2 separate regions of the Mus musculus genome follow, and region 2 is linked to region 1. A link is a contact called in public HiChIP or PLAC-seq data. All regions are on one chromosome and are shown on one strand. The core of a region is the stretch at or near the end of the contact, and the rest is flanking DNA. Distances in the headings are between cores, read along the strand shown. Region 1 holds the start of Tchp (trichoplein, keratin filament binding). Region 2 overlaps Sppl3 (signal peptide peptidase 3).

Region 1 (6,587 bases), core at 1,230-3,729:
ACTGCGGGATTTCTGGTCTGTCTGCTGTGGGACAGCCACTGCTGGCCAACCTGGACTACATCCTCAAAGGGCCAACAAAACGTGGTTATACACCCCAGCTGGCACTAACAGGTTACCAAATGAGGTTCAGATCATTGTTACGTGCTGAATCTCAACTCAACACGGCTCACATTTCAAAGGCTTGCTCTGGTCCAGGCCGGTGATCCACCTTTAATCCCAGCACGTGGGAGGCAGAGGCAGGCAGATCTCTGGGACTCTGAGGCCAGGCTAGTCTATAAACAAAGTTCCAGGCAAACCAGGACTACACAGTGAGACCGTTTCAAAACAGCAAAAGCAACATTGAAAACAACTGCTCCCTAGCTTCCAGCACTGTTCAGGGGAGGCAGGGGGCGTTTAAGGGGATGAGGTACTAGCTGGCGGCAACAGTCCACTGTGGTGGGTCTCTGAACCCTCTTCCTAACATCCTGTTTCCTGAGCCAGCGCAACTTGAGCTCCATTGGTCACAGGCTCCATGCCTTCCTCATTACAATCGCTGGAGACCCTCAGAAACCACGAGCTAAAAATAAGCCTTTCCTCTCTGGGGGGTGGGGGTGGGGGGTTGGAGGCGGTTTTCCCCATGGGCTCTAGTCACCTGACCATCTCGTCGGAACAGGCACCCGAGAACAACCCCGTAGGCGCACTCGTCCGTTCCGGCGGGGATGCTACCGCCCTGCAACCTGCTTCCGGACTAGGGTAGTTACCAGCTTCCTCTGTTCTTCTCGGGCTGACTTCAGGTCCTGGTGCTGCTCGCGGAGCCTTTGCTCCCGCAGGCCCATGCTCAGCCTGAGCTCATCCAGCTCCGCAGCCAGCAAGTCCTGTTCCTCCAGGAGAAGCTCTCTGAGCCTCTCCCGCCGGAGCTCCAGAATCTTCCTCTTCTCCTCCTTCATCTTCTCACAATGGTAGGCGTGCATGCTAGGTTAAGGAGTTCCCTGGACATCAGTCACACCAGGTCACAGTTTGATGTACATTTCTATGTAATTCTTGGGGGGGGGGGCTAAACACCTACCGAGAAGACACTAGCGCTGCCTTCTGGTTTATCTTTTAAAATGTACAGTACTGCCGGGCATGGTGGCGTACGCCTTTAATCCCAGCACTTGGGAGGCAGAGCCAGGTGGATTTCTGAGTTCGAGGCCAGCCTGGTCTACAGAGTGAGTTCCAGGACAGCCAGGGCTACACAGAGAAACCCTGTCTCGAAAAATCAAAAAAACAAACAAAAACAAAAACAAAAAACAAAAAACAAAATGTACAGTACTTCTCCCCAGCACAGCACAGTTTCCAGCATCATCAGGAGATAATTCAAGCCACAGTCCCTAAGCCCCTAGGCTACATTCCCCGAACCGTGGTAGGAACCAGTGGGCAGGACAACACACAGACACTTGCCTCCGCTGGTAGGAGATCTTGGAGCTCCATTCGATCTGTTTCGAGTTGTGGATGTCCCAGGTCCTGAAATAGCGACTGTTCTGTTCCCACTGCTGGCGAAACTGGTCCTCCTGCTGATGCTGGCGCTGGCGAAGATCCATGTGTTTCCGGCTGGACCAATAAGAGGGCAACGTGGGGAGAGCCATCTGAAGGAAACAGCAGTGGGCAGAAAGTAAGCCAGTTGTAAAGCCAGGGACCGCCCCCCTCCCACTCGGATGCCTCCTCTCTCTATTGATGTCACTCGCCCCTTGGCTGCACCTTTCTCACAGTTTTAAAGCCCCACTCCCACTCGGATGCCTCCTCTCTCTATTGATGTCACTCGCCCCTTGGCTGCACCTTTCTCACAGCTTTAAGGCCCACGTTCCCACCCTAGGACAACCGAATGATCAAATTTTGTGAAGGAGGCCCATGCCAGAAAGTTTTAAAAGATTTGCCACCAAGGCTGCAAATTATCAATTTAAATAAACGTGCACTGTGTCCAGTAGTGGCCAGCCATTATCAGGGAGATTGCAGACATAGAAAATGTCCTGACATGCCTGGGATAGGAAATAGAGGTTTTTTACATTCTGCATAAAAACTACAGTGACAAGCAGGTCCCAGGGGCATGCCCCAGCGGTCCCGCGTACTTTGGAAGCCGAGGCGTGAAGAGATCACTTGAGTCCAGGAGTTCAAAGCCAACCTGAGCAAACCAGAAAGCCCCCTGTCTCAAAAAGCAAGCAGAAATAACCTGCGACAATGATGTGAAGATGACGGGTATGTGCCAAGCGCTAGGCATACAACTTTTTACAGGTCCCGCGGCTACAAGGATGCCACGTCCCCGCCCCTCGGCCCAGCCTAACCTCTGACTCATGCACTCCGTGTCCGAAGTTCGCGGAGAAGGGTCGCCGGCCTTAGCTCGATCACGCGCCCGCTCGCTCCGAGGGTCCCCAGGCGCCCACTGCACAGACGCCAGCCGTTTCCTCGCCGGTTGCCGGGCAGCCCGCGGGACAACGGAGCACGGCGATGGACAAACTTCCTCCCGCGCGACACCCGCCGCTCTCCAGGAAAAAGGAATGGTGGGTGGTTTTTTTCTCTGGCGCCACCTGGCGGTGGGAGGTAAATCGACAGTACTTGTTAGTCCTTGATGTAGGGTAAGGAAAAGAAACCTTAGTGACCCAGTCAGGATGATGGGTGGGGGTGGGGGGGTGGGGGTGGGGTTACCGGAGGAAGGTGGAGGAGTGAGGGTAGGTTTAATGAGAATCATCCCCTGGCCAGAGTGAGGAAATAAATGATTTGCAAAGATCCGCGGGTGTGTCCCGTAGGCAACGGAGGCCGAGAACCCGAGAACCGCTGGCCTCTGTAATGACCTCCGTCATTGGTACACTACTGTAGCCTTAAGATTGGTGGTGAGGGGCTGGTGAGATGGCTCAGTAGGTAAGAGCACCCGACTGCTCTTCTGACGGTGGCTTTGTGAAGGTCTGGAGTTCAAATCCCAGCAACCACATGGTGGCTCACAACCATCAGTAATGAGATCTGACTCCATCTTCTGGAGTGTCTGAAGACAGCTACACTTACATATAATAAATAAATAAATCTTTAAAAAAAATTGGTAGTGGGTACAAAGTTTTTTGTTTTTTTGTTTGGTTTGGTTTGGTTTTTCGAGACAGGGTTTCTCTGTATAGCCCTGGCTGTCCTGGAACTCACTTTGTAGACCAGGCTGGCCTCAAACTCAGAAATCTACCTGCCTCTGCCTCCTGAGTGCTGGGATTAAAGGTGTGTGCCACCATGCCCGGCTTGGGTACAAAGGTTTTAATAACTGTAACTCGCATGGTTGCTTACGTCCATGCATTAACTACCTAATACCAGTAAAAAGAGAAAGACATAAAAAGGGATTGGGCATATGTAGCATGCTCAAAGCTCTGAGTTCAAGCCCTAAAATAATGTACAATATTAAAATAGTATTTTACTTTACTAAATAATACTAAAATAGTGCCCTCCACGAGAATGTAAAGATATAGATAAATATTCGATCATTCCTTTTTGTTTTGTTTTGTTTTGTTCCTTTTGAGGCAGGGTATCTCTGTGTATCCCTGGCTGTCCTGGAACTCACTCTGTAGACCAGGCTGGCCTCAAACTCAGAAATCCGCCTGCCTCTGCCTCCCAAGTGCTGGGATTAAAGGCATGCGCCACCACTGCCCAGCTTCGATCATTCTTTTTTCTTCTATTTTCCCACCCACTTCCTTCTGCCTCTGCTTCCCAAGTTTTTCTGCTCTCTCACTCCTCCATTCTGTTGTTCCTCGTGGTGCCTGCCTGATGTTTCTGTTTCACCTGGAGCTGGCTGTACAGTGTTGTTGGCTCTCCACAGCCAATAACCAGGTTCAAACCTGCAGCATGCCAGAGATGGCCAACCTGGGCTGGTCACTCTCTGACCCTAGGGCTACCCTTTCCCAGGCTCCGTCTCCAATGGGGGAGGAGGTGGCACCCCCATCTGGCATGATTAAGCCAGAAAGAGCCATCAGGCCATTGAAGGAGCCCAGTACACACATCTGTTGACAACTCCTTGAGCTGTACTGAGAACCTCAGGCATATGTGAGTTAGATCCGGAGAAACCTGGGGTTCATTTCTGATTTGTTTTGGGCAAGCCTGCTTCCTTCTGGGCCTCAGTTTCTTCTACAGTAGAGTTGCCATAGAAACCCACCTGCTCCTAAGAGTGGTATGACTTCAGGGACTTCCTCCTGCATTTCCTCTCCTCTTCCTCCTCTTCCTCCTCCTCCTTTTCCTCCTCCTCCTCCTCCTCCTCCTCTTCTTCTTCCTCTTCCTCCTCCTGCATTTCCTCCTCCTCTTCCTCTTCCTCCTCCTGCATTTCCCTCTCCTCCTTTGAAAGAGGGTCTTGCTGTCCAACCCAAGCTAGAGGGCACTGTGTAGTTGATACTGGCCTCCTGCCTCTGCCTCCCAAGTTCTGGGCCCGAGGGCTTATGCCTCACACACAGCTTGTCCCTGGACCTCACACTGGCTAACAGTTCCACTGGCACCGCAGCTACTGTTGGCTCACAAGCTGCCACCTATAGCTGGTTAGCCTATGTGTAAAGTGTCTGTTCCATCCAGAAATTGGGAGAGAGATTTGATTATCCCAATTTGAGTCTCAACCGAGCCTCAGACAAAGGTATTCTCCCTTGCCCCAGGAACCACAGCTGAGGCGTGAAGGCTGGAATTTGAACCAAGATCCATGGATGTGGGGCCAGAGCCCAGGCCCTCCCTATCCTGATTCCCCTTCCCTGCTGCGGCCGCAGTGCCAAAGCTGGATATGGCTGGCTTATGGGTTTCAGGCTAGCCTGGGCTATAAAATAAGTCTCAAAAAAAAAAAAAAAACCCAAAAAAACAAAACCCAGGCTCTGGGAGATGTCTAATAACTTGAGTTCAGATCCCTGGAATATGAAGAAAGGAAGGAAATAAGAAAGGAAGGAAGGAAGGTGTCTTAGTCAGGGTTTCTATTCCTGCACAAACATCATGACCAAGAAGCAAGTTGGGGAGGAAAGGGTTTATTCAGCTTACATTTCCACATTGCTGTTCATCACTAAGGAAGTCAGGACTGGGATTCAAGCAGGGCAGAAATCAGGTGCTGATGCAGAGGCCATGGAGGGATGTTACTTACTGGCTTGCTTCCCCTGGCTTGCTCAGCCTGCTTTTTTTTTTTTTTTTTTTTTTTTTTTTTTTTTTTTTTTTTTGGTTTTTCGAGACAGGGTTTCTCTGTGTAGCCCTGGCTGTCCTGGAACTCACTTTGTAGACCAGGCTGGCCTCAAACTCAGAAATCACCTGCCCCTGCCTCCCGAGTGCTGGGATTAAAGGCATGTGCCACCACGCCCAGCCTTCAGCCTGCTTTCTTATAGAAGCCAAGACTACCAGCCCAGAGATGGCACCACCCACAAGGGGCCTTTTCCCACTTGATCACTAATTGAGAAAATGCCTTGCAGCTGGATCTCATGGAGGCATTTCCTCAACTGAAGCTCCTTTCTCTGTGATAACTCCAGCCCGTGTCAAGTTGTACACAAAACTAGCCAGTACAGAAGGAAAGGAAGAAGGAAGGAAATCAGATGTGGTATCACTGGTCTGTAATCTCAACTCTTCTGTGGTAAGATTGAAGGTAGAGGTAGCTCATAGACCAGATAAGACAACGTCTATGCTTTGGCCGGTGAAGCCAGAGAGACCCTGCCTCAAACAAGATGGAAACTTCAGAACCAACTCCTGAGAGATGTCCTCTGCTTTCCACACACATGCTGTGGCCTGCACTCACATGTGCACACACACACATGCATGCCCGTGGAAGCATGCACCTGCACACATGTGTGCACACACACACACATCTGCAAATACAAAGCAGATTGACTTTATAAGGAGGTCTAGCAGCATAAAATATTTATGTTCCATATTTTAATGTTTAGTATTTAGGCCAGTGAGGGACTAACAGGGGAAGGCTAGCAAGAAAGCGAGGTGGGGAGAGGGTGGCTTGCACCTGGGTCTGTCTTGGCTTGGAAGGAGACAGGATGGGGAGGCAGGCACAGACAAGGAGGTGCTCTCTGTCAGCTCAGCTGTAGCCATCCCAGCGGGCTCTGTCCTCACTTTACCAGCTGGTGCTCTCTAGGGCATGCTTACCTACCTGCTCTCGGCTTTCTCAGCATCTCAGTATCAATTGCCCTGGCTTCGATAGTGTCTTTTGGGCTAAGATAATGACCCTCCCTGATGACAAAGGTCAGCTCATAGGCTTTCTCTAAGAGCCCAGCTTTGTAACAGGCAAACTTGCAATAAGTATTCAGGAGAGAAAAAACAAAACGCCATTCAGGGTGTTCGCTGAAGACAGCCAGTAGCATTGGGGGCAGCTTTCGGCCCGGCCTTGTGTTCTGTTTCTCTAGGTTTTCAGTTTCACCACAGACTCTGGAGTTTGTGTAATGCTGTCACTGTTGCTGAGAAATGGAACACCAATGGGTCCCAGGCTACACAGTTGTGTCACTTGCGATAGAAGCACTTGGGGGGACTTTAAATTATCTGATGCTTAGCAGCACATGCCTGTAACTGGCACCCAGGAGGCTGAGGCAGGAAGATCATGATTTCTAAGCCAGCCTAGGTTGTACACTACAACCCTGTCAGAAACAGAG
Region 2 (6,587 bases), core at 1,144-3,643, 360 kb before region 1:
GCCGACATATCTCAGAAGGTAGAGGAAAAGAGCCTGGTGCTGAGGTCAGTGCTAGCCAGCATTTAACTCTTCCAAGTCATTATTAGCTGAGGGCTATTAAAACTCTACTTTTAGCACAGGCCTTTAATTTCAGCACTCAGGAGACAGAGGCAGTTGGATCTGAGTTCAAGATTAGGTTCCAAGACAACCAACCAGGGCTATGCAGAGAAACTCTGGAAGAAACCCCCAAAAAGCCAAAGAGATGACTTAGCAGTTGAAGCTCTTGTGTTCAGTTTCTAGTGTCTATTGTGGGGGTGGGGGTAGTGTGTGTGTGTGGTGGCTGATAACAACCTGTAACTACAACTCCTCTGGATTTGACCTGTTTTTCTCCACTCTGTTGGAGACATGTGGGCGGGCGGGCGGGCGGGCGGGAGGGCACGCACGCGCACACACATACACACACTCTTTTTAAAGAATATTTTTTTTAAAGATTTTTATTATTTATTTATTTTATGTATGTGAGAACATGGTAGCTGTAGAGGTGATTGTGAGCCTTCATGTGGTTGTCAGGGTTGAATTTTTAGAACCTCTGCTCGCTCTGGTCAGTCCCACTCGCTCAGTCCTTGCTCTGGCCCAAAGATTCATTTATTATTATTAGCTGACTTCTGATATACCAGAAGAGGGCATCAGATCTCATCATGGGTGGTTGTGAGCCACCATGTGGTTGCTGGGATTTGAACTCAGGACCTTCGGAAGAGCAGTCAGTGCTCTTAGCTGTTGAGCCATCTTGCCAGCCTGAATATTTTCAAATAAACTGACCAAGCAAGGCAAGCACATTTTATCTTAGCTGAGGTGCTATGGAGGCAGTCACCTTCCCATGCCCCGCCCCAAGACAGAGTTCCTCTGTATAGACCAGGCTGGCCTTAATTCTGCCTGCCTCTGCCTCCTGATGCTGGGAGGTCTTATTTTCCAACTTTACATTGTTCCATCACTGGGCCTGGGTTGGGATCTAGTCACAGCCTGTACACTTGCACAGCTGACAGCAGACTTCAGCTGTTTAAATACTGCCTTTGTGGGAAGACTTCTGTCTTAGGTACCAGGATGGCTGTGAATTGTGGAATTTTATCCTAACTTACCTGGTAACTTATTAACTCTGCAGACAGCCCAGTGCTTGGCTAGCCATTGATCAGTCTATTCTGTCTGCAGAGATGACCCCCCGCCATCACCCCAGCCCTGTCTCACCACCTTAATCTTATTTCTGCTCTACAACATGATATGATGCCTTTACATCAAGATGTTATTACTACACACTCCATTCAAACCGTACCCTGGCTATTTGCTTAACAAAGAGCACATTTGGGTTACTGAAATGAATGTTTAAATGAGCAATGTGGGCTATGAGAACGCTTAGCAGGTCAAAAGCTTATGAGTCTTATCCACACAAATATGAAGGGAGACAATCAACTCTACTAAGAGGTCTTCCACATTTGCCACAAACAGAATTACTCACATACAAATGCATAAACAAGACGGAAGTAAAAAATGATCAACAGAAAGAGGCAAGCACGTATCCAAAATCCCTGCAGCTGGAGGCCGAGGCAAGAGAATTCCCCAAGTTTGCATCAAAAGTGTGAACCAGCCAGGGTTATGTGGTGAGATCCTGTCTTAAAAAAAAGACCTAGACCAATGTTTTCATTTCTACTGATACCAACTATGACTCAAGAGAAGCAGCAGTAGGTCAAGCTTCCAGAGGGGAATGAATATGCAACCAGTGATGCACACAGTCAGCATTCACGATGAAGACACAGGAAATGGCCAGTCTGAGGACAGCCTGGGCTAGACAGCAAAGAAACCCTGTGTGTTTGTTTGTTATTTTATCCTATCCCTCTTCAAAATCATTGAGTGTATTGTGCTCTGACAGTAATATCACTCTCTACCTATGTGGGACTGAATGGTATACTCACAAGATTCCTATCTGCAGTTTTAACCACAGGACCTGAACATGTAAGTGTATTTGCAAACAGTTTTTAAAGAGGTATTATAGGTAAGATAGTTCTTTCTTCTACTCCTCTTAGGGTATCACTGTGCAGGCTTTAGCCTGGTCTAGCAAGCTGGTGTTGAACTCCCAGGTACACCTGCCTCTGCACTGAAAGTGCTAGGACCGAAGGTGTGCACTACCACACCTAGCTTAAAATGCTATTGAGGGAAATAGATAAGCAGATGTGGGCAAGGGAAAGGGAGAGACAGATGGACCTTCCGTCTGCACGGTCAGGAGAGAAGGACCAGTGAAGGCACCATCTACATGTGAAGACCAAACCCACAGGCCAAGGAGAGGAGTCTGGATAAAGCCCATCCTGCTGATATCTTAAAGTTCTCTGCTGTCTAAGCAGCTCAGAGCTGCTGAGTCACCATCTCACCGCAGCTGCCTGACCTTTACCTACTTCCTAAACAAGGAAAAGTAACTGAGGGGTAATCACAATACAAAATATGCAAAATGATGATGATGGCGGCGGCGACGATGATACAAAGCAAGAGGCCCTAGAACCTTTATCCTCTATGAATAAATACATTTACTATAGCTCTCCCGGCCTCCCCCACCTCCGTGTGTGTGTGTGTGGGGGGGGGGTGTACGCTGTATGCAGGAATATACACCCATGTGAGCATCTGTGGAGGCATTTTTGAGACAGGATCTATTACTGGATCAGACTGTCTGGGCTAAGCTGGCTGAATCTGTATTTTTCCATCACCTAACCCTAGTGTTACTGTAGCCACATGCAGTTCTACATGTGTGTGGGAGATGTGAACTCAGATCCTTCTGTTTTCATAGCAAGGGGTCTTTCCCACTGAGCCATCTTCTTCTTTTTTTTCTTTTTCTTTTTTTCTTTTTTTGTTTTTTTTTTTTTGAGACCGGGTTTCTTTGTGTAGCCTTGGCTGTCCTGGGACTCACTCTATAGCCCAGGTTGGCCTTGAACTCAGAAATCTGCCTTCCTCTGCCTCCCAAGTGCTGGGATTAAAAGCGTGCACCACCATGCCAAGCTCCACTGCGCCATCTTTAAAGAAGGACTAACACAGTGCACACAGTTTTTCATGCACTAGTGTGCTAAGGATAGGTTTCAGAGCACCACATAAACTCAGCTACTGCAGCCTCTCCTCCCATCTGATGTCTGCTTTAGATGAGCTGTACACATGCTGCCATATTCCAGACAGGTTATCAAGTCAGCAGCCTTTTACATGACACCGTGGTGGTATGCTGAGCTGGACGGAGTTCAAGTCAACTAATTAGTGTCAAATACCACACTTCATGCCATGTACAAGAGTCTATCATGACACGATAGCAGGAAGTTGTTCAACACACTCTCAATGTCTTAGTAAGGCTTTATTTAGGGTTTGTGCTTTTTGTAAGAAAGGAATAGAATGGTATTCAGCTAAGGTAGGGAAGATGCCTCAGTCAGCACAGCACACAAGCAGGAGGCCCAGAGCACAGCCAGATGCAGCGGCACAGTGTAGAACCCAGTGCTGGTTGCACACAGGAGGATCCTTAGTGCTGACGTCAGTCAGCCTACTTGACCCAGTGAACCCCAGGCTCAGTGAGGGACATCATTTCACAAAGTAAGGTTTGGAGGGCTGTTGAGGAGGACGCTACCGTTATGCACACCCACACAAACATGCACAGGCATCACATACATAAGCCAAAATGAATAATTTAATAAACCCTCAAAATCAGGGTATTATACATGGTTGGCAAGTCAAGTGTTCTAAATTCAGCTACATCCTCACTCTTTTATCTATCTATCTATCTATCTATCTATCTATCTATCTATCTATCTATCTATTTATGGTTTTTCGAGACAGGGTTTCTCTGTATACCCCTGGCTGTCCTGGAACTTACTTCGTAGACCAGGCTGGCCTCAAAACATCCTCACTCTATGAACAGAACTCAACTTACTCTTTAGATTCAAAGGTTTTCCTGAGCAGAGACCTAGGGCTGCTTTGCAAACCCTGCACTGTGTGCAGTAGACAAGGAGAGCTTGGGCTTGCCCAAGGCTGCCTTAGGTCTGACAGAATGTGCTGAACAGTTAGGACACAGAGTCTGTATTCAGTCGACAACCATGCTGTGTCTAAGACCTAGGTCAGGAATAACAGAGGGGTCAACAGCCAGACGGTGAGGTGGCCTCCGACCATACATACGCTGGAGCATTTTACACTCAAGGGTGCTGTGAGTCTCATTCGGGAGCTCCAGGAGAAGAGCTGTGAAACTGCGTTCGTGTGCACTCCCCACATCCACACATAGTCCCCACATGTCTCTCTAAATCCACCACTGGGGCTTCACTCAGAGATATTTAACAAGCTCTCTAAAACTATAAAATAAAAAGACTTTGAATGGGTATTCTAGCAGACTCAGTAAGATATTAACAAAGAAACTTTAAGAAAGCAGAGACAGTGGCACCCAGCCTTCCTGATGCTGCCACCCTTTAACACAGCTCCTCATGCTGTGGTGACCCCAACCACAACATTATTTCACTGCTACTTCATAATTGTAATTTTGCTACTGTTATAAGTTGCAATGTAAATATTTCTGGAGAAAGAGGTTTTCCGAAGGGGTGGTGTGCCACAGGTAATAGAGGGATATTTTATAAAGGTCAGTCCATCAGGAAACATACGAACTATAAATATATAGAAAATAAAAAGAAAAATTCAGAGACTTAAATGTGGAACGTTCTGCAAGCACTTATCTGATAAAGGCATCTTCATAGTATGTGAAGGACTCTTAAATTCAACACTAAGAAAATAAAAATAGAGATAGAGAGAGGGGTGGGGGGAGAAGGAGAGAGAGAGGGGTGGGGGGAGAAGGAGAGGAAGAGGGGGAGAGAGAGAGGCTCAGAATAAGTATGGCATGCTCATGGCTCTACACTTGACCCTCAGAGCTGGGGGTGGGGGGAAGGGCAGGGGATTCTCAACAGACATTTCACCAAAGACTCTACATGATGACAGATAAACACATGAAAAGAGCTGGACACCATAAGCCACGAGGAAACACCAATCAACGTCATAATGAGACACCACCTATACCCACTAGATTAAGAGAGGAAGGGGGGTGACAATGACATTGACTCTGGACTGAGACAGAATCCCAGCATTAGCTCAGTTTCCGGCTGTGTGGTCAGCACTAACACCCTTACAACAGTGTTTGCTATGTGGCGACATGCAAGTCACACATCTTCTTACATGTTACTCATTGGATCAATAGATCTATTTTTCTATTTTTAAAGACAGGGTTTCTCTGTGTAGCACTGGATGCTCTTGAACTCAAGGATCCAACTGCCTCTGCCTCTCAAGTGCTGAGATTAAAGGTGTGCAACACTACTGCCCATCTGGACAAATACATTTCTAAAATGTGACACAGACACACATGCTTTATTTAGCATAAAAAATGAAATGACAGCCGGGCACTGGTGGCACATGCCTTTAATCCCAGCACTTGGGGGGCAGGGGCAGGCGAATTTCTGAGTTAGAGGCCAACCTGGTCTACAGTGTGAGTTCCAGGACAGCCAGAGCTACACAGAGAAATCCTGTCTGGAAAAACAAAACAAAACAAAACAACAAAAACAACAACAAAAGAAAGGGCATCATTACATAAACCAGGCAGAAGTGGAAATCTCCATGCTGGGCACAGTCACCCAACAGAGACATGCCTCCTTACGCACTGAGTCCAAACTGGACAGCAGTGACACCAAGAAGAAAAACACACAAGCAGAAAAGGACTGTCTGGGAGAGGACGAGAGCCCACGGGGCGGGAGGAATAGGAATGTGTTTGTGCGTGACTGTGGTGAAACAATGATACACAGGTATGGAAGTCATAGCAGAGCTTATGATATACCTTATCATATAGTAAAAATGAAGAAAACAGGGGCTGGGGAGATGGCTCAGCGTTAAGAGCACTGACTGCTCTTCCAGAGGTCCTGGGTTCAAATCACAGCAACCACATGGTGGCTCACTACCATCAGTAATGAGAAACAAACAAACAAAAAAAACCTATGGGCCGGAGTGGGGCTGGAGCAAGAGGGAGAAGGGAAATGGGAGAATCATAGTTAAAATAAGAGAGTAAGGAAAAAACTGAAAAAAGCACTCAAAGGAGAACTGTTGGTGAGAGAATGGACAAACTCTTACAATGCTAGCAGCCGGGCCAAGTGGCATAGACGCCTTGAAACCCGTGGCTTTTCTTAAACCATTAAGTCAAAGAATTACCAAGTCGTCCAGTATTTCTACTACTCGTGAGGCATGAGAACACACACTCACATCAACCCTGACTGCCCACAAGCACTTGCAGCAACACTATTCACAGCAGCCAACAGCAGCCCAGCCAGCCAGAAAAACTGCCCAGCAATAAGAAGGAATGACATTGATGCTGTTAACAACACAGCAATGGAAGCAGTTAGCGACAGCCACGTCCTAAGATCCCATGGCTGCGGGATGTGCCATGTCAGAGCAGGCACATCTAGAGTCAGAGAAATGCAGTCAGAACCATTAGAGATGGTTGTGAGCCACCATGTGACTGCTGGGAATTGAAATCAGGACCTCTGCAAGAGATTATAACTGCTGAGCCATTT

Evidence for each region. HiChIP or PLAC-seq counts read pairs in DNA pulled down with a chosen protein or histone mark.
Region 2: a contact with region 1 is called in an H3K4me3 HiChIP or PLAC-seq map of bone marrow-derived macrophages, with 2.7 times the contacts expected there. The contact joins the enhancer-like site here to the promoter of Tchp in region 1. A contact is called at or near these places in 2 of 39 promoter capture datasets (embryonic stem cells and frontonasal cranial neural crest), 1 of 484 Hi-C or Micro-C datasets (pro-B cells) and 3 of 115 datasets of contacts at active chromatin or transcription factors (bone marrow-derived macrophages, large pre-B cells and pancreatic cancer cells).

What each region holds. Positions count from the first base shown.
Region 1 is chr5:114,703,671-114,710,257 of GRCm38.p6, reverse strand. Tchp (trichoplein, keratin filament binding) reads right to left here and starts at 2,479. Exons shown (of 13, transcript NM_029992.2): 1 at 2,298-2,479; 2 at 1,420-1,604; 3 at 741-951. The coding sequence starts at 1,604. It overlaps Gm34931 (a long non-coding RNA gene), which reads left to right and starts at 2,439. Exons shown (of 3, transcript XR_387595.3): 1 at 2,439-2,513.
Region 2 is chr5:115,064,952-115,071,538 of GRCm38.p6, reverse strand. The region is part of intron 2 of Sppl3 (signal peptide peptidase 3); the gene reads right to left. Among named protein-coding and RNA genes, the nearest start is that of Rpl37rt, 40 kb to the left of the region's middle. Within about 2 kb of position 2,393, at least 73 of the 459 cell types and tissues checked have an H3K27ac peak or open chromatin away from gene starts, as enhancers often do. A contact at or near this core is called in bone marrow-derived macrophages and pancreatic cancer cells, where this site is marked.